5 separate regions of the Mus musculus genome follow, and all the other regions are linked to region 5. Evidence: chromatin contacts called from public Hi-C, HiCAR-type and promoter capture Hi-C data. All regions are on one chromosome and are shown on one strand. Each heading gives the region's core, a stretch centred on a gene start, on an enhancer-like site or on the middle of the called end of the contact. The rest is flanking DNA. Distances are from core to core; before and after follow the strand shown.

Region 1 (2,700 bases), core at 26-2,525, 790 kb before region 5:
AGTTAGGATATGCCACATGAAAGTTCTCCACATTAAAGATGTCAGTCCCCGAGATCAAGTAACAGATTATTATTTTCAAACCTTATACTACAAAAGTAGCTCACTAAGTAAGGCCATTAATTAAGGCAGAACAGTGTCAAGTTACTTTATACAAACATTGGACATTTTCATTACAGTCAACTTAGAATTCATATGTTCTTGCCAGCACTTTAATGCAGATTTTAAAGTGTTAGTAATTTTATTTCTAGGCAAACATTTGATTCCAACTAAAGTACTATTTCTCCTGAGTTAATATTCACGGTCAAAGAATACAAAAGTCTCAATGTTTGCAATAATGTAGTCCTCACTCATACCTGGACCACACTTGATAAACAAATAAGGATTTTGTGAATATCCAACTTGAGACATAAGAGACATTTTAGAAAGGCTGATAAAAATAAGAAAGACAAAAATTGTTTCTCTGATGACCTTGATTAAACTAAATGGAGGTTGTCACAAGGAATTCAAATGTCATGAATCTGGGTAAAACACAAGGAGGGAAACAGAATGGCTGATTAGGTGGGAGGGAGATAAGGGGTGGGGAGGTAGTAGGCAGAAAATGTTTTCATACATGTATGAACTTGTCAATAAACTAATTTAATTAGGAAACGGGGAGGGGTGTATTGTCACCATTAGAACACAAGGTGTCCTTTGGACACCACTGAAATTGAAGGCCTGTGTGTTTGTTTACCACCCAGCCCCCCTGCTGCTAGGTCTTGTTGTGTGCTGAAAATCCCATTCCCTGCCTGCCCCCCCTCCCCCAGAGCCAGTAAGAGTTCCAAGCAGTTCATTAAAGCCTCTCTTCTTTTCCCTGCTCAGTCTTATCTCCGGAGGTGTAAATCAGAGAGGCAGATGTACAATCTGGGATGGTTTCCAGCTCCATTTTTAGAATGTGGAATGTTCGACACCGTAGGCGTTGAACAGAGTTTTTCAGTCTGTCACATGTCCAGTTTCGGTGCCAAGGAAACCCCCTAAATGGCGCCCAAACACTTACTTCTGGAACAGGGTAAAGCCCCAGCCGGACATGCCACAGTGTGTTTACTGATCTTTGATGTTTAGTGAGTGAGAAAAACCAGAGTGAAAGGGATGTTTCTGACATTGTAGACAAGAAAGCTTCAGTTGTGTGGTTAAATGAATTTTAGGAGGAGAAAGATTGGAAGGACCTCCCCCCACCCCCCCAATGAAATGTAGCAAACAAACTCTTGTGTATCAAAGCCACAGTAGAGAGCAGAAGGCTGAAGTGGCATGTGAGGATACTTACTCATATTGGAAAAACGCCCTTGAATCTGAGCAGTGCTCTCATGCACTTGATCTCTTATTATTTTTACAAAGTCTCAAATCGACACAGTAAAACTTATTCTTCCCGATTTTGACTGGAAAATTAAGCTCTGGTTGGATTTTCAAAGTCAATAGTCATGAAGCTTGGTTATGGTAGGACCCAGTCTCAATTCCTGAAACCGATTAGTAACTATCTTTTGTTAAAACACAGAGGAAAATAAAATAACATGGAAATCCAACCCAGTTTCATTTCTTTAACTATTTCTGAAATCCCTAAGATGGAGGACCGTTTCCTTGTACATGTAGATATCACTGGGGTCAGAGAGTATATGAGGGCTCTTGGTGAACATAGGGTGTTCTTAGGCTCCTTTGGTTCCTTCAGTCGGTGGGGATTTGCTCATTTCACACATTTTAAAAGCAAAAGTGAAGCCCAGATCTTCCATTTTATGTCTCCGAACTTCCTTGTCTCGAAAGTTTTTAGAGTAAAATTCTTACTTCACTTCCTCTCTTCTCTCCATCCTCCAGTCCCCTTTCCTGGTCAGTGGGACAATTTAGAGATGAATTTATTATGCATTATTTTGGGGGGGAATTATCAACATGACTGAGAGCTAGTTGTTCACATTGTGAGCATTGTAAGAGCATGCCATAGTAAAAATAAGTCTTGGTACCTTGAGTTATTATTTTTTCTTATCTTTCACTTTTTTTCTCTGAAGATATTTTGAAAAATCCCTGGTTTTAGTTTTTCATTTCTGGAAGATGTTTACCCCAAAATACACCAAACCGCCGGCCTTTGTTTATGTGTAACCCAATTTCCCGGGCAAACTCTGTATGAACATAAAGTAGAATTCCACTACTGCACTACAAAATTTCCATTACTAGAAATGCTACACATTAGTGGGGCTTTATTCAAATCACTGAATAATGATTACTAATTCACATGTTTCTAACAATTGAAGGAAGCAATAATCAATGAAATAAAAATTCAGTTGCCCACAGTCCCGATCACAAAGTCGAAGGACCATATGCATACATTATTTTCTCTCCTTCAACCATAGTAAGATCTCTGAGAAGAAAAAGAAAGTACATAAAACCACCTTCTGTCCTTCAAGCTTTACCTTGCCAATTAATTCATCCTTACCATGGATTCTCTTTCAATTATATGGGCTCCCAACCGAGGGCTCTGCTAATGTACACCATTCTATTTTTGTCACAAAATTCAGTTTGCCTTTCAAAGCTTGACACATTCCAAGTGAATATGCTAGGAATTCCCCATCTCCTCTGAGTGTTCTCTGGCATGAGGGGACAGACAGCATTGTTCCTGCCAACTGCAGTGCCACAGATGCCTCCCTCTTGCCACACTGTGTTTATCAGGAAGTCATGCCT
Region 2 (2,700 bases), core at 73-2,572, 860 kb after region 5:
GCTCTGCAGTGGGGGACCAACAGGGATCAGTGCTCGGTGGAGAGCCGGTGGCGGCCTGCTTCTCCACCTGTCGGCTCGGGCCAGCTTTGATGCGTCGCTCTGAATGCCTAGGAGCGGCCGCGGCTCTCCGTCGTGCTCTAGCCACTGACTGGTTCTCCGACCGCATTGGCACAGCAGGCTCCCCGCCACCAACATCACGGTGGTTATTATCCCTTCCACATTCCCCTTTTCCAAAACCAGCCAACTCCAGGACGCACCCGAGCGCCTCTCCACTCCGCTCCCCGACCCCACATAGTCGCTGCCCGGCGGTCACAACTTGGGTGCGTTCGCCCAGGGTCACGCCTGGAACAGCGGCAGCCAAGAAAGTAGCATTACCTTCCCTGTTTAGTGATGATCATCTCCGTTTGATGCCGATGAAATTTCAGCCAAAGTGGCCTGTTGCACAGGTATACTTGCGCCTTGCCGGGCACCAACCCGGGCTGGGTGGAGGAGAACTGGTAGAAAGGGGCTCCTTGGTAGGAGTGGCCGTACTGCTGTGGGTAGGGGTAGCCGGCCGTGGGGTAGCCCTGCGGCGAAGAGTTGGACAGCAGGCTGTTGTAAGCTCCGTTGGTAATGACCGGGTGGTGGGCCATGTAGCGACTGGGGCTGCCGATGGAGAAGGCGGGATGCGCCGGTCCGTGCTGGCTGGGGTACGGGAACATGGCACTGGGAGCGGTGGCCGCAGACTGTGGCTGGCTGGACTGAGAGAGTAGGTAACGATCTGCAGCAGAGCCATCGAAACTGTGACGAAGCTCAGAGACCCCGTCCAAGACAGGAGAGAGTTTACTTCTCTGGACGTCCCCTGGTGAGTCCTTGGAGTCAGGAAAATTGTCTGTATCTGACTGATTCGTCATCCCCCTGGTAATTTTTTTCAAAGGTGAACTTCTCTCCAGGTTGTCAGTGGTCGAGATAATGGGATGATCATGCAAGACAAGCTCAGATCCGCCCGAATGTGGGTAGCTGCTGCTCACATTGAGAAATTTCTTGGAGAGCATGATAGAAGGAGAGAGGCAATGCTCCAGCTGCATAGCTCTAGAACCTGAACGCTGGCCCTCCCGTCCCTGGGTTTTAAAGTCCTGTTTATCATACACTAGGAATCCACAGACCCCTCACTAGACAGAAAGCACTTCAACCAGCAAATGCTTCTCAAAGGTTTGATTTACTTTTTTTTTTCCCTGGGAGAAGAGATTGGCCAATTGACACTATGCAGCAATCAGAAAAGGCTCACTTTTGATCTTGCTGCTTATGCAGCCGATGAAACGGCTCTTGCCATTGGTTAGCTGCTGACAGTAATTTAATTAGATAGACATTAATTAGGATAATCACCTGGCTCCTGGTCGCGACGATCATGGCAAATTGAAGGGGATGATTTTATTGTTGGCTTGGGGGGTGGGGAAAGTGTGTTGGTTTACGTGAGCTCTGTTATGTCACCTTTAAGCTTTGTGACCACTGCTTCAGGAAGATTCAAAGATGTGCAATTTACTAAACAGTTCCTTACCCCCCCCCCTCTCTTTAGAGAGGAGGGGCGGAGGAGGGAATTCGATGATGCTAGGAGACTTTTCGGATCTGAATGAGCCAAATATTCAGTTGAATGTAACGATTTCAAGTGCAAAGTATACAAAGCGCGAGCCGGTGGCCTCTTCTCGCCCTGTAAAACTTCCAGAGTCTGTCTTTTCCAGTTAATACACAGAAGCACACACACCTGAGCCTGTGCTTTGTTGAATCGGTATTGCGTGTCCTTGCCGCCCCCTCCCCCACCTTTAAACTACACGAGTAAATAAATAAATAAACAAACCTCTGCCGCTGAAAGCCACAGCGTTAAGAGAGGAGAAGAGGAGGCAAAGCAGTTAACCCACCCAGCAACCCACCTCGGGAAGGTTCGGTTTCCGGCAGGGGTACAGAAACAGTGACAATCTATGATCTCCTTTTTAAGTTTTGAAATAATCATAAGCTGTCGCGCTGAAGTGCTTTAATGTATTTGCAGTCATGTTTACTGGGTCGTTACTAAATATTTTATCAGCCAACTTGGTTGCAGATCATCTGAAGAGCAGCTAGCTGGGGGCGGGCGCCATGTATCCTTTGAGCCCCACCGCACTTCCTCCTTTCCGAGGCACTGGCTTGGTGACAGGTTCATAAGCCTCGCCAGGAAAAAGAGAGGGCTGAGTCCCCAGTGCAAATGGGTTCTCTAGAAGCGTTGATCTGGGGAGACAGAGTGGAAGCGGTGTCAATGCGATGATCTTACTGACTGGTGTGGTGTGTGTGTGTGTGTGTGTGTGTGTGTGTGTGTGTGTGTGTGTGTGTGTGTGTAATGTTTACATAATCCAGAGGGAGAGAAAAAGAACCCATGCCAGTAATTTTTAAAAGAGGATTAGCGAAAAGAATCGATGTAAAGAGATTTTGGCACAAGTAATACGAGGCCCCAAGCAACTCTGAGGTATAGAGAGAAAAGATCTAGTACCTGCTTTCACAGGCGGCTAGCCTTCGGCCTCGAGCCAAGAGAGCCTGAGATCTATAAACCCAGAGCTCATGCTTGTGTCCAGGCATGGCCAACCCTGAAGGCAAGAGGTGCAGAAAAGCAGAGCCAACCCCGGGCTTAGCTCAGCTCGGCCAGCAAGGTGGTGAGCTCAGGGGGACTAAGAGAGTGCCAGGCGACCTGTCTGG
Region 3 (2,700 bases), core at 93-2,592, 980 kb after region 5:
ATATGACATCAACCATGGAAGATGAGCTTAGATGGTACTGAGGCTGAAACGCGTGAACTTGTCCATTCTTTGTGCTGTCTTGGCAAGAGATCTCTTGGAAGAGAGAAGAAAGATCCGAGATGGACAAGACCAGCGAGGTTGGGCAGGTTGATGATCAAGCACAGTACATTTTAAATCAACAAAGGAAGCTGTCGGCCTGTTCAAAGGCGAGGTGCTACTATGGAGCATTTTTGTGCAAGTTATTTGATATCTTAAGAGCTATTTCTTGGGGCTGGTGAGATGGCTCAGCAGGTAAGAGCACTAGCTGCTCTTCTGAAGGTCCTGAGTTCAGATCCCAGCAACCACATGGTGGCTCACAACCACCCGTAATGAGGTCTGACGCCCTCTTTTGGTTTGTCTGAAGTCAGCTACAGTGTACGTATGTATAATAATAAGTAAATCTTTGGGCCAGAGCAAGAAAGGACTAAGTGAGCAGGTTGATGGGAGAGAGCGGGGCTGACCAGAGCAAGCAGAAGTCCTAAAATTCAATTCTGAACAACCACATGAAGACTCAGAACCATCTGTACAGCCGCAGTGTACTCACTAACATAAAATAAATAAATAAATCTTTTAAAAAAGAGAGCTATTTCTTATTTCTTTTTGGTCTAAAGTGACTGACAACACTTCCAAACCACTTGTTTCAGGTTGAGTGGCATTTCATTAAAACATTCCAAGGAAAGATCGCTCTTATTCTTTTATTAAGTCTACATAAAAACTGTCTATGACCATGACCACAGCTTGATTTTATTTATGTCTTTACATTAACTACTTTTCAGCTGAATCGAGAAAATCACTTTTATTTTTCAATTACTTATTCAATTCTAAGAGAAACAGTTGTCAGAAATAGGTTTACAGTGGTGAATGGTTGTTTCAATAGGTGTAAAATCAATTTGTAACTTTTATTTAAGAAAAGAGATCTGCCAAACTACTCACTGTTCCTTTAGTTATTGACTTTTGGAATCAATGGTATACTTAATTCCAAAGGGAGTTTTTTGTTCCTCAGAAAACATGACAATGTCATTGCCACTGAGTCAAACATATTATGGTGTGTTGACATTTTTCAGAAAATATTTTTTTCAAACATCATTCTTTAGATCTTAATTTTTTTCCCTGAAATGTTTCTTCCATCTCTTCAACATAGTATAAATCAATTTCAGAATCAAAGTTCACTGTGGTGAAGCCAATGATGAAATGTATTTAGTATTAAAATGGAGAAATAGCAAAAGCCACACAGGAAACAGATGGGCCAACTATGCAACCAGATACTGTAGTAAAATAAAACTTATGGTTCAGTTTTAAATCCTTTGCATTTTCTCTTGTGGTCGACTTCTTTTTTAATTCAACACAAAATAGCCTAAGCAAGATGGCTAGGTATGTGATGTTGGCTTCAACACTCTTGGGGCAAATGAACCATTGTTAACTAGCAAGTATTGTTTAAAAAAAAAAAAACAAGTACAGTATTTGAGTTTTTGATTAAACATCAAACATTGGGATGAATTTAAAACATGGAGTTTTTGACGTAAATAATAATCAGAGAGGTACAGTATTCTAGGGTACTCAGAACATCACCTAAAGCTACCAAACGCACAGTACTAAAGGCCTGCGTTTGAAAACAAAACTGTTGCATTGAAGTGTAGCCAACTAGGCAAAAACACATGGTTCCTGGGACCCCGTGAAATGAATATGTTATTTTGGGTCTACCTGAGGAGGGACAAAGATGAGAGAAGCCATTTAAGAGCAGTTCTGCTTTCTGCCTCTTTTGTTCTTGCCAGGGTGCCCATTTTTTAAGTATTCAAACAAAGAACCACAAACCGCCAGTCACACCATAATACCAGCTTGTGTTTACATTTTCAGCTCTCCGGATCGTGATCCTATTGAGTGCACACAGAGCGAGTGCTCGAGTACACGCGCCCGTCCGCCGTCAGGAGGACTGCAACTGTAAACACAAGCTGGTATTTTGGTGTGATCACGCTAATATGGCGGTTTGTGAGGTCAAGGGGTGGAAGGTGAATTATGGATCCAGAATTTTCTTGCTTTTGTCAGTCTAAGTCAGGCTGCTTACACAGTAGCTGCTTTTCAAACCCGAATAGCCGTTATTTTTAAAGAAATGAAGACCCACCTCAAATAATTAGAAAGCCTACGGTGGAGAAGCACCTCCTCTCACAACATTAAAAATGAGACGATGAGAGACACACTCAGTATAGCGTAGAACGTAGCCATGAGTCTCTGTCACAGTAAAAAGTGATGTGTAAGATAACTCACAGTCTTTAAAGTACATCTCATCTTGAGGGAAACCCACTTTGGTGGCTTGATACATTACTAAAAGACCACTTAACCAAGGAAATTTAATATCATACTCCCTGAAGAAAGAAAAGTAGACCAAGGTTCAGATGGAACACAAAATAATGTCTCCTCCTTTGCAGTTTAAGAAAGTGAAAGTCTGTGTCATTTAACTACAGATAGACAATACATCCATAACCAAGTGTGCTAGATACAATCCGCTGGGTATGTAACTTGAATTTTAAGCACCATGGAAGCATCTTTGGTAGAAACAAGCTCAGAAATGGCGCCACAGCCCATCCACCAAACAGAAGAATTAAATCACCGTGACCAGGTTTATTGCAGATCATATCCTACAATAACCAAGGACTGCTGTCAAAT
Region 4 (2,700 bases), core at 150-2,649, 520 kb before region 5:
TCCTTATGAAAGTCTGTGGGCCTTTATTGACAGCCAGAAACAAGAGATTTGTCTAAGTTCTCTTTTGCAGATTGAAATGGTGACCGAAAATACTTACAAAAAGGGGCGTGGATAGAGCTATTAAAGCTGACTACATAAATGAAGGGAGAGAAGTAAGAGGAGAGGAGAAGAAACCTGGAAAAATCTACTTTGAAAAGATGTTTCCTTAGCACAGCTTGCCTTAAGTCTCCAGGAACATATGAACCAAACAAAGTGCATGTATAATCAGGAAGAGATTCCCACATGGGAAGCCTCTGTGAAGCTAAAAGGAAGAGGTCTCAATGTTTCCCTTGGAACTCTGTCTTATGCAAGTACTCCCTTAGCAAAGGTGAGAAAACAGAAGGAATTTGGCTACTGGGTTTAGGAGGTAATTAACAAGGGAGGTCACTTGAAGGCAGGGAACTCCTAGCCCCACCCACCTTTTGTTCCTTCTCCCAGGCGCTCAGCCTCACCCTTTTCAAACTCTGGGCTTGTTTTGTACCATTTGCTTACACAATCTTTGGCCTTAACATCGTTCTGTCAACCTCTAGCACAAGGGAGACCCAGTCACCCTCATCATTGCAACTCCTCTGGGACTCCCTTGGGGAAACCCGGTATGCTCAGCGGTGCTTTGGATAGTCCTGGCTTTATTCAGAGACCACCCCTGAGGGTGTCAGGGTCAGAGCTGAACCCTGAAATTGTACCTGCACTCTTAGGTGGCTCATCTTCGATCTTCAGCATCCCGAGCGCCAGCAGAGCCTAGAAGCACTCATTAAAGGGCTGGGCTGGCTTCCCACCTGTCTTTTCTTTGCAACTGAGGGCGTGTTAGCTACCATAGTGTGAATCCCTTAAGGATGGAGCCCTGTGGCTAGTGGCCATGGAGATCACCTTCCCAGAGTAGCTGTTTTATCACTGAGTTTGGGAGATTTCTTGGCTGCCTTCCGATAAGGCACGCTTGAGTAACCCGAGCTCTGGCGGCGCCCAAGCTCCCAGGATAAAGGCTGTGTGTGTGTGTGTGTGTGTGTGTGTGTGTGTGTGTGTGTGTGTGTAGGGGGAGAGGGCGGGGACAGTAACGTCAACCCCCACCCTGCCTCCTTTTCTTTTTTCCCTTCCTGCAAAAGGCGCACAAGTCTTCCACCCTACCCCACCCCCGCCCACCAGCAATCCTTGGGGCTCTGGGCAACAGCCAGGTTAAGCCCATTTGCACTGAGAAATTGGCGCTGTTTGGGAGAAGAGAAACAGATCGATTGCCCTTGTGACTCCCCGCCCCGCCACCCCAGCCCAGCCCGCCCCCCGCGTTCCTCGGCCCTCCTCCGCCACCTCCCGCACCCCGCCTCCTCCCCTCCCCGCCCCCAAGCCTCTCACTCGACGCAGGCCGGTGCGAGGCCCCCTCCGGAAGGTGAGCGGGATGGATTGGACTTCGGCGGAGAACGCGGGTGTCTCGAAGTGGTGCTAATGGGAAGAGATTTCTGCTCCCCAAAGAAGATGCGCTGCCACAAAGAGCGGCTTGCGCGCCGGCCTGGGCTCTAGCCCGGGAGACATCCCGGGAGAACTCTGAGCTCGGAGCGCTCGGCGAAGACCCGGGGCAACATGCCTGTTCGCAGGGGGCATGTGGCACCGCAAAACACCTTCCTGGGGACCATCATACGGAAATTTGAAGGGCAGAGTAAGTTCGTTTGTTCTCTCCCTGTCGCTCGCTTTCTGCTTTGGTAGAGCACTTGGCGTCCGTCACTTCCAAGCTAGAGGGATGGACAACTCCAGGTTGTCAAGTTAGAGGCTGGGAAAGCCAGGCAGGCAGTTCAGATGGCAGCGGGGGTGTTCTAATATTAATTTGGATTTACATTTTATATTATGGACTCCATTGTACAAGGCAATTTGATCCTCCTCTCCCACTGCTCCATTATCTGCCTTGCTACTTCATGCCCTACTAGTCTACTACCTTAAAGGGAACGTGCTGGTAAAACATGGGCTTGTATTCTAAAGCTTTTTCTGTGGCAGACTTTGTAAAGTCAGGAGCAGAACCGACTATAGGCTGGAAACAAGAACATGTAAATGGTAGTGGCGATGCCAACAGCTATGCAAACTGTTTTCTGCTGGTAAACTGCTGGGCTGTGGAATGTCAAGGATGCTGTTTGCTTGATGTTAGTTGGCTCTTAAAACTGAACTTTGTACGGAAACTGAAAATAGACGCAAAAGAATAATTTGGTGAGCAGTGGACTGGTTTGAGTGCAAGCAGCTCACTACTGAAAAACCGTATTTGTGTCTCTTTGTCGCTCCCTAAATATAAGGTGTAGAAATTTAAAAATTGAAGGGCAGTCTGTAAATCCCACAGAGATTGAATGTAGAAAAAAAATTTCTGTACTCATGTAAGCAAGCCACCAGGAATTATTTTCTATAAATATAATAATTTAAAATCCTGTAGTTATCCATTTGTATTCTGCACTAAATCTACCTCAGCGTGCATTTATGTTGCATACATTATATGTTTCTCCAGTACTGCACTTAGTGATGTGAAGATCTGGTACCTGTGAACAACATTAACTTCTCTATTCTGTTCCATATTCTTTATGGAAATAGCAAATATAACTTGTTATCACACCTAATGTGACTTGAATTAAAATATCTATTACATAAAATTATAGCTTGTTCCAAACAGAAAGTTTAAAAACTGTTTTCTATCAC
Region 5 (2,700 bases), core at 22-2,521:
CAACTAAGCTACATCCTCAGCTATCTCTGATAAATAATCATTAAACAAATGAAAATTTATTGGAAATGCATCCCGTGAAATATATACTTTATTAGACAAAGGTGTATCTCCTAGCAAAAACTACTTTCTATTTTTTTTTAATATAACAACTAAATATAACAAGTATTAAAAGGTGGACTGATAACATTACCTTAAGGACGTTCTCAGTCCATTTAAATGACTAATGAGGAGTATATATTTGAAAGTGCACAATGCTAGCTGGAATTCAAGCAAGTAACTACAAGCAAACCAGTTTCAGTAAAGTGTGTATTGAAGCTGAAGGCCTAGAACTGAAAAATTACTTTTTAAGCTAATCACTTACTCCCAAGGGTAGGGATTATTTTTTGAAGCCCATAATCACATGTCAATGTCTACACCTATCTGTAACAAAACACTAATGTCTCTTTTTAGGGAACAACAAATAGCAACAGGCCTAGGAAATCTGCTCTCTTCTGCCAGCACTGCAGTGACCACTGCCCAGCCACACTACATAGCCGGCCTCACTGGGCAGAACATTGATGAGGGGAGTGAAAGTTTAGCTTCTTTCGAAAGAGGAAGGGTCTACCCACAGGTTGCAATAATGACTTGAAACTCTCAGAGGTACTGAGGATTAAGGTTACAGAAGAGGGAACAGCCGAACCCCTCCAAAAGCAAAGTCTAGAAAATCCGGTCGCGCTTGGTACTATAGAAAAAGAAAAGTTTAGGAGGCACTGAACGTACATCTCAATTTTTTTTTTCATAAGCAACTTAAAAGACAAGATATGGTGGTAAAAAGATAACTAGAAAAACTACTTAAGTTGGGGATAAATCACAAAAGGTAAATGGAACAAGACATGGTCTTTTGCTCCTCCACTCTATAAACAAAATCTAGAAAGCACAAACACTTCACACCACCGCCTGGACAAGGACGTTTCTTGAGGCTCTGGACCAGACTCCAGCTCGCGGTTCTCCCCTGGGCGCAGGGCCCCGCCCAGCCCTAGCTTCTAGCACCTTACGGTGTCCCGGCGTCGCCTGGTACCAGAGGTCACTGCCAGGGCCACAGGGTGAACTCCGCATGGTGATGCGGCCCGCGGGGTCGCCACAGCTCGCGAGGACTTACCGCCCCTCCGTATCCCGGGTAGGCCATGACCAGGCGATCGAAAGTAACGCGTCACCAGTAAGTCAGCGTCAGCGCGGCTTAGAGCGGGGAAAGCGCAAGTGCGTGCGACAGGTGCGGAAGGTCCGAGCGCAGTGCCGCGCACCTCCGCTCCGGTGAGCCGGCTCTGCCTGGAGTCCCGCCCCCGACCACAGGCCCACCCCTGCCAGAGCAAGCCCCGCCCATCTCACCTGTGATTGGCTGCAGCCTGTCTCCTGGATTCCAGTCCATCTCTCTTACTGGTTCTTTCGAGTTCTTACCAGAAGCCTCCTCCACAGTTATTTCCCCACCCTCCAAGGAGAGCTTCTCCAGGCCATCAACTCCTAGAGTTACTTTTCTCAGTAGAAACCCCAAACCCACCAGGTGATGACTTCTTGTAGCCTATCCGTATTTCCTTTGGACCAGATAATTGTAACTTTGTAGTTACTCACGGTTCTGTGTCGTGTGGATGCAGGATCAGAGTTTCAAAACCATGACCACCATAGCTATTGCCTGCCACACTTGATACCTAATGTGAGAAAGGCTATTTGTAGTTTTATAGATAAATGGTGGCCACAGTTGCCAAAAATAGCAAATAAAAATACAGGATATCTATTGAATTTGATTTTTGAAGAGATTTTTAAAATCTGTATGTCCCAAATACTGAACAAAAAATACATCTGCTTTTTAGAATATTGTTTACATTGCTTACATGGTGTCCTCCATAGTATTTAGTAACTTTACCAGTGATTCAACTTTTGAGAAAACTATTAATACATGATTATATCTGATTATAAACATCAAGAGAACATCTTGGTTTTTATCATTTTGCAAAAAGGAAGGACAAGCCTGCTTTTCTCTGAAATTCCTGAATTTTGTTTCTCCAAGTCTAGAATTCAGAAGAAGAGGGAAGCTTTGGAATTAACTTATAAACAAAAGGGATACCATTTTGATTTCTTTATGAAAAAGAAAAGAGCTAATATTAAAAACTAAGCCCATCAACAACTGTTAAGTATTGACAGAGGAAATCAGCCTTGCAGCCCTGAGTAATTTAACAATCGCTCTGCTGTACTACAGCCGGAAGAACGTGTTGAACCTTGTGAAACAATTTTATCAGAAGAGGCAGAAAGATGCAAGTTGCTAGTATCCACCCTACTATTGAGAAAGTGGCAGTTTCTGCAGCAGTAGCTATTTCTTTAGCTAATATTGGGATCTATTCAAAGAGAAGTAGAATAAAAACCTGCTTGATAAAATAAATGAGAGTGTGACTCAGTAGGTAGCAGGTGATTCTCTTAGCAGAAGAAATCCATGCAAAGCTGTATTCTAATTGACAAACTGCATATGCAAAGTGCTTAGGAAGTGTTGTCTGTAATTGCGACACTAATCCAAATTTAAGATTAGAATTTTTCTGTACTTTCTTTTTATCAAAACAGGTTCTCTGAAGCATTGCCTTTCTGTACCCTGGGAATCAGATCTCCATAGATTCATTTCATGTCTACATGTCCACTTTCGAAGATGGTATTTTCCCTCCAGAACAAACTTTGTAC

Evidence for each region. Promoter capture Hi-C pulls out the DNA fragments that hold promoters and counts their contacts. A called contact is a pair of places that touch in the nucleus more often than the background predicts. HiCAR-type assays count read pairs that join an accessible place to other places.
Region 1: a contact with region 5 is called in a Hi-C map of cortical neurons, with 4 times the contacts expected there. The contact joins the enhancer-like site here to the promoter of Gca in region 5. A contact is called at or near these places in 7 of 39 promoter capture datasets (the HPC-7 cell line, cranial neural crest, frontonasal cranial neural crest and 4 more), 32 of 484 Hi-C or Micro-C datasets (the AML12 cell line, the BV-2 cell line, Sertoli cells and 19 more) and 5 of 115 datasets of contacts at active chromatin or transcription factors (acute myeloid leukemia, astrocytes, embryonic basal ganglia and 2 more).
Region 2: a promoter capture Hi-C map of pre-B cells shows a contact between it and region 5, with 10 times the contacts expected there. The contact joins the promoter of Tbr1 here to the promoter of Gca in region 5. A contact is called at or near these places in 9 of 39 promoter capture datasets (the C10 cell line, cranial neural crest, embryonic stem cells and 3 more), 1 of 15 datasets of contacts at CTCF or cohesin (large pre-B cells), 9 of 115 datasets of contacts at active chromatin or transcription factors (astrocytes, embryonic forebrain, embryonic midbrain and 4 more) and 3 of 9 other capture datasets (adipose tissue, liver and macrophages).
Region 3: a promoter capture Hi-C map of pre-B cells shows a contact between it and region 5. The contact joins the enhancer-like site here to the promoter of Gca in region 5. A contact is called at or near these places in 7 of 39 promoter capture datasets (the 3T3-L1 cell line, the C10 cell line, embryonic stem cells and 4 more) and 1 of 9 other capture datasets (liver).
Region 4: a HiCAR-type map of astrocytes shows a contact between it and region 5, with 3 times the contacts expected there. The contact joins the promoter of Kcnh7 here to the promoter of Gca in region 5. A contact is called at or near these places in 3 of 39 promoter capture datasets (the 3T3-L1 cell line, cranial neural crest and hippocampal neurons), 1 of 484 Hi-C or Micro-C datasets (embryonic stem cells) and 3 of 115 datasets of contacts at active chromatin or transcription factors (astrocytes, embryonic forebrain and forebrain).

What each region holds. Positions count from the first base shown.
Region 1 is chr2:63,453,021-63,455,720 of GRCm38.p6, reverse strand. No RefSeq gene overlaps it. Among named protein-coding and RNA genes, the nearest start is that of Gm23503, 22 kb to the right of the region's middle. Within about 2 kb of position 1,275, at least 35 of the 459 cell types and tissues checked have an H3K27ac peak or open chromatin away from gene starts, as enhancers often do. A contact at or near this core is called in cortical neurons, neural progenitor cells and ventral hippocampal neurons, where this site is marked.
Region 2 is chr2:61,803,075-61,805,774 of GRCm38.p6, reverse strand. It overlaps Tbr1 (T-box brain transcription factor 1), which reads right to left and starts at 1,322. Exons shown (of 6, transcript NM_009322.3): 1 at 376-1,322. The coding sequence starts at 1,067.
Region 3 is chr2:61,685,308-61,688,007 of GRCm38.p6, reverse strand. No RefSeq gene overlaps it. Among named protein-coding and RNA genes, the nearest start is that of Psmd14, 25 kb to the left of the region's middle. Within about 2 kb of position 1,342, at least 5 of the 459 cell types and tissues checked have an H3K27ac peak or open chromatin away from gene starts, as enhancers often do. A contact at or near this core is called in pre-B cells, where this site is marked.
Region 4 is chr2:63,182,986-63,185,685 of GRCm38.p6, reverse strand. It overlaps Kcnh7 (potassium voltage-gated channel, subfamily H (eag-related), member 7), which reads left to right and starts at 1,399. Exons shown (of 16, transcript NM_133207.2): 1 at 1,399-1,684. The coding sequence starts at 1,609. Gm34110 (a long non-coding RNA gene) reads right to left here and starts at 1,983. Exons shown (of 3, transcript XR_866371.2): 1 at 1,384-1,983.
Region 5 is chr2:62,662,898-62,665,597 of GRCm38.p6, reverse strand. Gca (grancalcin) reads right to left here and starts at 1,271. Exons shown (of 8, transcript NM_145523.3): 1 at 1,139-1,271. The coding sequence starts at 1,165.